2 separate regions of the Callithrix jacchus genome follow, and region 1 is linked to region 2. The links are chromatin contacts, called in public Hi-C maps. All regions are on one chromosome and are shown on one strand. The core of a region is the stretch at or near the end of the contact, and the rest is flanking DNA. Distances in the headings are between cores, read along the strand shown.

Evidence for each region. Hi-C and Micro-C count contacts between places; a contact is called where the count stands out from the background.
Region 1: a Hi-C map of skeletal muscle shows a contact between it and region 2, with 3 times the contacts expected there. The contact joins two enhancer-like sites. A contact is called at or near these places in 3 of 3 Hi-C or Micro-C datasets (induced pluripotent stem cells and skeletal muscle).

Annotation. Positions count from the first base shown.
Region 1 is chr1:191,362,000-191,365,756 of calJac240_pri, reverse strand. The region is part of intron 5 of LOC108590263 (a long non-coding RNA gene); the gene reads left to right. Among named protein-coding and RNA genes, the nearest start is that of MRTFA, 20 kb to the right of the region's middle. Within about 2 kb of position 1,611, at least 15 of the 16 cell types and tissues checked have an H3K27ac peak or open chromatin away from gene starts, as enhancers often do. A contact at or near this core is called in skeletal muscle, where this site is marked.
Region 2 is chr1:191,159,757-191,163,484 of calJac240_pri, reverse strand. It overlaps MRTFA (myocardin related transcription factor A), which reads left to right. Exons shown (of 14, transcript XM_078334625.1): 5 at 2,768-2,823. Among named protein-coding and RNA genes, the nearest start is that of SGSM3, 62 kb to the right of the region's middle. Within about 2 kb of position 1,759, at least 5 of the 16 cell types and tissues checked have an H3K27ac peak or open chromatin away from gene starts, as enhancers often do. A contact at or near this core is called in skeletal muscle, where this site is marked.

The DNA.
Region 1 (3,757 bases), core at 362-2,861, 200 kb before region 2:
TTGGCCTGGCTGCCTCTTCAGCTGTTCTTCACAATGCAGTAGAATGACCTCCTGGAAGCTCCCTCCCCTGGCCTCCAGCAAACAGCTAGCATGGCCATACTGCAGGAGATGCTGCTTTACCAGGCTGCTCACCGGTTGGCTCTAAGGACTCACAGCTGCCCCACAGCTGTCCTCTTATGTGAAGAGGGGCCCTTGGCTGACAAGCACCCCCAACCTCACCTCCCATCAGCCCCATCCAAAGCCTGAAAGGAGGTGGACAAGGCCATTCTCTTTGGCCTCCAAGGGAGCCACTCTGCTTGGAACCCAGCCCTCTGACCCAGGCCAAGGCTAGACCTGAGACCCGGCTCCGCAATTTCTCCTTTGCTACCTGCTTCACTTCCCCTTATAGACCTTCTCTTCTCTTCTCTCGTTCTTTCTTTCTTCCTTTCTTTCCAGGGAATTTTGCTCTTCTCACCCAGGCTAGAGTGCAGTGGTGCAGTCTCGGCTCACTGCAACCTCTTGCTTCCTAGGTTCAGGTGATTCTCCTGCCTGAGCCTCCCTAGTAGCTGGGATTACAGGCACCCACCACCATGCCTAATTTTTGCATTTTTATTAGAGATGGGGTTTCATTCACCATTTTTGCCAGGCTGATCTCGAACTCCTGACCTCAGGTGATCTGCCCACCTCAGCCTCCCAAAGTGCTGGGATTACAGGCATTTTCCTTCAACAAACCTCAGCAACCAGACCCCTGCTTCGGACTAAGGCTAGCGCACATTCCATGGTGATTAATCACTTTTCTTATTGTCTCCAGAGTAGACTCTGAGTACCCAGGAGGCAGGAACGTTGTCCACACCTCCTAGTTGGAGGCCTGGCACAGAGCAGTTTCTCTGGTTGAACTCTCCAGCTCCCCAGTGGTTCTGCACAGCTCCCCTTGCCTTCCTGTTCTACCTCCATTTTTTCTACTCTTCTCTCCCCTGGAGTGACAGAGATCCGTTTGTCAAGGCTAAGCTTGGGGTGCAGTGGGGAGGGCAGCTGGAGGTGGAACTGGCCAAACTTCCAATCCCCACCCCACCCCCGCCCCCACCAACCCCGTCCTGCTTCGTGGAACTTAGGTTTGAAACACAGGAGAGAACCAGAGAAGGGCCTGCTAGCCACAGGGCAGGCCACAGCGGAGCCCTGGGGTGCCCCCTGGGGCTGGGGTGTGAGGCGGGGGCAACTGTGTGCTCACCCCGGAAGAGACTGCACGGGCCCACGTAGAGAGAGCACCGCAGCCTGGCTGGCGGCCTTTTCTAAGGGCTGCTCTTGACTTCCGCCTCCCTCTCCCTTCACTTCATCAACGCTATAGGAACCATGGTGAGCCCACGCTTTTTCATTCATTCCCTCCCACTCACGACACAGGCCCACGTCACAGGAGGCATGACTCGCCTGGGAGGCTGATTAGCTTTCCAGGCAGCATCCAGCTCACGCAGGCGCTGAGTCAGTGCCGCCTAAGCCCAGCCAGGAGGGAGGTGACTCAGGCCCGGAACTGTGGGTCTCCTCCCCTCAAGCCCTGCCAAGCAGCCAGGCGCAGGGAGAAGCCACCCAGGGCCAGGCCCTGGGATAATGCTCCGGGCGCTAAGCCCTCCTAAATCCCCAAGCCCAACCATAAGGCACATATGTAGTACCAGCTGCCCCCCATCCTCTGTCCCCATCTCCCTGGGGAAGACTCAGAAGCCTCCCGACTTTCAGTAGGGCTCCTCAAGCAGGGGGCGGGGGCAGTAGTAACTGACCCGGATGTGGCCACGTTGATTGGCTCAGGGTTGGGCATGTGATCTATCGGAACCAATGAGAGGCATTGAGACTCAGGCTAAATGTCTAGGACAAAGTCCCTCATCGTTTTTTTTTCTGCTGGACTTGTAACTTCAGGGGACCTAGGGGCTTGAACTGCTGGCTCTAGCTTGCCAGCATGTGAAACCTGCCTCTGACACCAACTCTGCAGAAAAGAGAGAAAATGACAAGAAACTGAGTCCTGGTTATACTCTGGAGTCCTGAATTGAGCCATACCTGAAGCTAGATAGTACGGGGACTTTTGGATTTTCCTGACTTAATGCAGTCCTTTTGCTTAATAAGTTAGTCTGTTTCCTATCCCTTGCAATTGTAAGAATTCTAATCAGTACCACCATTTGCTACCACATTTAATCCTAAAACATGAATTTTTTTCCATTTTAATGAAATCATCATTACTGGCAAATCTGAGAAATTAAACATAGCTGTTCATAGTGTCTTTTTTTTTTTTTTTTTTTTTTTTTTGTGAGACAGAGTCTCACTCCATCGCCAGGCTGGAGTGCAGTGGCTCGATCTCGGCTCACTGCAACTTCCACCTCCTGGGTTCAGGCAATTCTCCTGCCTCAGCCTCCCTAGTAGCTGGGACTACAGGCACGTGCCACCATGCCCAGCTAATTTTTGTATTTTTAGTAGAGACGGGTTTTCAGCATGTTGGCCAGGATGGTCTCAATCTCCTGACCTCATGATCTCCTGAACCCGGGAGGCGGAGGTTGCAGTGAGCCGAGATCGTGTCAATGCACTCAAAGCCTGGTGACAGAGCGCGACTGTCTCAAAAAAAAAAAAAAGTCACTTGCTCTAAGTCACAAGCTGAGTTTGAACATTATGGACCTAATCATCGCATCTCATCCATACTGGGTTCCTGCTGGTCAAAAGGAGTGGGGAGCTGGGGACATCTGTACATTTCTGCTCTGCTCCTAAGCAGTCTGGCCTAGACTGGCTGAGTGGAGATAAAATCAAGTGGTTACAATGGCCTGGCCTTTACACTATGGCCTTACTGTCACACAGTTTCAGTTCACCAACTTGGGCCTAAACAGAGACCCCTGCTCCCTGCAAATCTTTACATCTACTGTTTAAATAGTGTAGTAGGTCATGCCTTGGGTTGTAGTTTTTCCTCCTCTAAGTATTTTATTTATTTATTTATTTATTTTATTTATTTTGAGATGGACTCTCATTCTGTTGCCCAGGCTGGAGTGCAGTGGTGCAATTTCAGCTCACTGCAACCTCCGCCTTCCTTGTTCAAGTGATTCTCCTGTCTCGGCCTTCTGAGTAGCTGGGACTGCAGGCACCTGCCACCATGCCTGGCTAATTTCTGTATTTTTAATGGAGACAGGGTTTCACCATGTTGGCCAGGCTGGTCTCAAACACCTGACCTCATGATCCGCCCACCTCAGCCTCTCAAAGTGCTGGGATTACAGGCGTGAGCCACTGTGCCCAGCTGCTCTAAGTATTTTAAAACATCATGGCATACAATATGATTTCTGTAGAGATTATATAGTCATTTCTCCATACACAAAGCATTAATAACATTCCTACTAGAGTTGTCTTTATATTAAAGCTGATAGAAAAATAATAGGTGCTATTTACCAAAATAGTGGCTTAATGTACAGATTCTGGACTAAGACTGCTTGGGTTCAAAGCCTGATTCTGCTACTTATAAGCTGTGTGACTCTAGGCAAGTCGCTTAAACTGTTTCCTCATTTATAAAATGATAATTGCAGTAAATGATAGGACCTACTTCATAGCGATGCTGTGAGGCTCCAATGAGATAGTACATGCAAAGCTCTGGAGCCCAGCACATTAATGCATTTAAAAACCTTTTACAGTCGGGCACGGTGGCTCAAGCCTGTAATCCCAGCACTTTGGGAGGCTGAGGTGGGTGGATCACGAGGTCAAGAGATTGACCTATTAAAAATACGAAAAATTAGCTGGGCATGGTGGTGCTTGCCTATAATCC
Region 2 (3,728 bases), core at 510-3,009:
TGTGAATATGGGCCCACTCAAAATAGTGTAGCATTTTTATACTTTGGTTGGACTGGAATATCTGAAACCATGGAAAGCAAAACTGTAGATGAGGGGACTGCTGTGTTCTGTAGCCATGTCACCTATCACCCGTCCTGCACTAGTGGTTCACCACCTTGTACATGAAGATGATGTCCTCAAGAAGTTCTTATGAGTTGAGTTGTTTTCCTACAAGTTGGGTTTGTACCTTACCCATTGGGGATAGCCAGCCAGTGTGGGTTGTTGGGGCAGCAAGTTAGCCAGGATTTCAGGCAGAGAATCTGTGGCTGTGTTTTAGAAACTAGCTGGCCTGTGAGTGAATCAAGCCAGTGATTCAACGGAATTACAGTGTTTGGTGACAACACCACCTGAATATATTGGCACATGTACCATTTGGTTCAGGGCAGTCTCGCTGGTATTTCTTTCTTAAGAGTTCTGAGAGGTGGGTAGATTCTCAGTCTGAAAGAAAATTAGACCCTGAAAGCAGTCACAACCCACGTCACCCAGCAGTAATTGGTAGCAGGCAGTACTGGAATGCACAACCCTTGACTGTCTATCCAGAACTTTTGTGAAGTTTTGAACCCAGTTGAGAACCAGAATTCTGGCAGTTCAGATGAAAGTTTAGAGCTCTGCTGCAGAATCCTCCTGTTACTAGTCACTTTGTGTCTGCTTCTTACAGAATATTCATTGAGTGAATAATTACTGTGTGCCTGGTATTCTAGGTACTTAGAGATACCATAACTGAAGAAATAGACAAAACCCTTGCTGTGCTCTGATGGGGGTGGGGGAGCATACTGTAAATGTAAGAGACTGAGAGTAAACAAACAAGAAAAATATATCATATTTCTTTTTTCTTTCTTTCTTTTTTTTTTTGAGATGGAGTCTCACTCTGTCGTTTAGGCTGGAATGCAGTGGTGCAATCTCAGCTCCCAGTTTCAAGTGATTCTCCTGCCTCAGCCTACTGAGTTGCTGGGATTACAGGTGCCTGCCACCATGCCCGGCTAATTTTTGTATTTTTAGTAGAAGTGGGGTTTCACCATGTTGTCCAGGCTGGTCTCGAACTCCTGACCTCATTATCCACCCACCTTGGCCTCCCAAAGTGCTGTGATTACAGGCATGGGCTACCATGCCCAGCCAAATATGTAGTATTTGTATTAAGAATGTCAAGACAGTGATGAGTGTTGTAGAAAAACAATGAGGCAGGAAAGGAAGCTGGGTGGGATGGGGTGGGGTGGGGTGGACAGTGTTTGTTTTCTCTTGATTCTTTGTACTTACTGTCTCATGCATATGCTAAGCTTTCCAAGAGCTGAGGTTTGAAGGTTGCTTTCCAACACCCAGGTTCCTGCAGAGCAGGGCCTTTGGAGTTGAGGCAGCTTTACACAGTAGAAGCAGGTGCAGGGGGTGTATGTTCATCCACTGAAATGCCCACGACCTGACCATATAAGAAGTAGGGAGGCCTGGATAGTGCCCAGGTGGGTTGAGGAGGTAACTTGTGCTGGTTTTTCTTTGATGTTATTTGTTAAATCTAGAGCTCCCCCTTCTGTTAGAAGGTGGGATCTCAGTAGTGCTTTTAAGACTGGTTTCTTTTTTATCCTTAGATTCACAGAATTTTTAAAAAAACAAATACTGCTGGACCTTTGAAGCTTTCTGCTGGGACTGCTATTGCTGAGGCCCAGCCCCCCGCTGGGGGGAGGGAGGAGGAAGAAGCACAAAGGCCCAGGCAGGATAGGGTCCTATCTATGCTCTAGTGCTACTTTTAGCAGCTCCTTAACCCTGCACTCCTGCCACAGCCAGCAGCCTCACAAAAGTTATCTCTGCTCACAGTTTCACAGCTCTTGGGAAATTGTAAGGGCAGCAGAAGTGAAACTGACCACAGTCTTATAAATTTCTCTCTTATTGCCACTGTTCCCTACTTGAAGTGAGTCAGGCCTTTTCCTCAGCCTCAAAGTGTCTTAAGTTGTTATTTGTCCTAACAGCCAAATTTTTGACAAAAGGAGTCAGACCCTCCATTCATGGTGTAGCCTTTCTGGAGGCCCTTGGTTTGGTCTTGCCACCTGAGCATTGTTTGCAGAAGTCAAGACTTGTGGTCTTTGTGTGGTATCCCCAGAATAGAGCTGAGCCCTACTTGTCAGCTGTCGGTTGTGTGTGTTCCTTCACGTACAATTGCTGTGGAGCTCTTTTAGTCCTTAGAGATGAAATTCAAGTTAATTTTAGCAGCACTGTAAATATCAGGTGCAGTGTAAAAGGAAATAGCACCGAGTGGACATACATGTATCCTTTTGGTTTTAACTGTCCCATTGAAAGAGTTTGGCCACTTTATGATTCCTCATGAGGTTGAAAAAGTAAGGTTGACCTGGCATGCATCTCTGCCCCTTCCTGTGTGCTGGTCTCCTGAGAATAACGTGAGGCCTTCAGGCATCCTTGGAGGCCTGGCTGATGGGGGCTTTGTGGCTGAAGGTCCAGCCATGGGTTAGGGTATTTGTTACAGTTGCATACCATGAGTGTACTTTATACAGCCTGAGCTTAGGCAGTGATAGTTCCCATTAGGAATCATATATTGGTTTCTACCAAAACTGTTTGAATGGGGTAGCTAAACCATAAAGATACGTGCTTACCCAGGTGTCATGGCCTTCACTTCAGCGATATTTATAGTACGTCTACTAACAGTAACTATGCCTTCTCCACTCAATATTGTAGCACTAGATGTGATGCTTTGCTTGCAGGTAATTCTTTACTGTTCTCTCAACAGCTTTGAAAAGTCCAGCTGCATTTCATGAGCAGAGAAGGAGCTTGGAGCGGGCCAGGGTAAGGTACCTTTTTTTCCCCTCATAACCCCCAGAGAGCATTTTTCAGAGCTCATTGCATTGCTGGTTATATTTCTATTTAGAGCTTTTCATAGAACTGTGAGGCCAGAGCCTACTAGACTCTAGGACCAGCCTTAGCCTCATAGTTCTAAATGGAAAGCTCTGCTTCTCCTACTTCATCCCTTCCCCCATCCACCTCCCATGGTGATTATATGGAATATGATTGAGATGAGGTTTCTCCTTAGTACATTTAAGGATATGGAGTGATCACCCAGTTTTCCTTCCCTGAACGTTGGAGTGATTTGGAGACCACTAGTATTTCCCCATTTTTAATTCCACTTAACATTTCGTAGATGTTGGGACACAAACATTAGCCAATGGAAAAGCTTTCCAGGTTTACACTGCCCACACCTCACAAGGTGGGCATTCCAAGGGGCAGGAAACCTCCCTGGTCTCCATCTGCCCAGAATAGGTGGTGTCCACTTGACCGTTGCAGAAAGCAGAAACTGGCCGACACTCCAAGCACAAGTTTTCTGCTGCAGCACCTTACTTGCATCCCCATCCCGACTCTCAGTTTCAGTTCCCTGGGGCGCCTGGGGAATATTCCGCTGCCCAATGTGGGTAGAGATGGGGAAGTTGCCACAACTTACTTCCCCCTCCCACTCCCTTTACTTTTTCCTTTCACATAAAATCATGGGAAGATAATCTCCCTAAGTAGATCATAGACTGCAGCTCCTTAAAGACCCACAGCTATTTCATTTTACTTTATTTTTTGAGACGGAGTCTTGCTCTGTCACCCAGGTTGGAGTGCAATGGCGTGATCTCAGCTAACTGCAGCCTCCACCTCCCAGGTTCAAGCGATTCTCCTACCTCAGCCTCCCAAGTAGCTGGGACAGTAGGCATGCA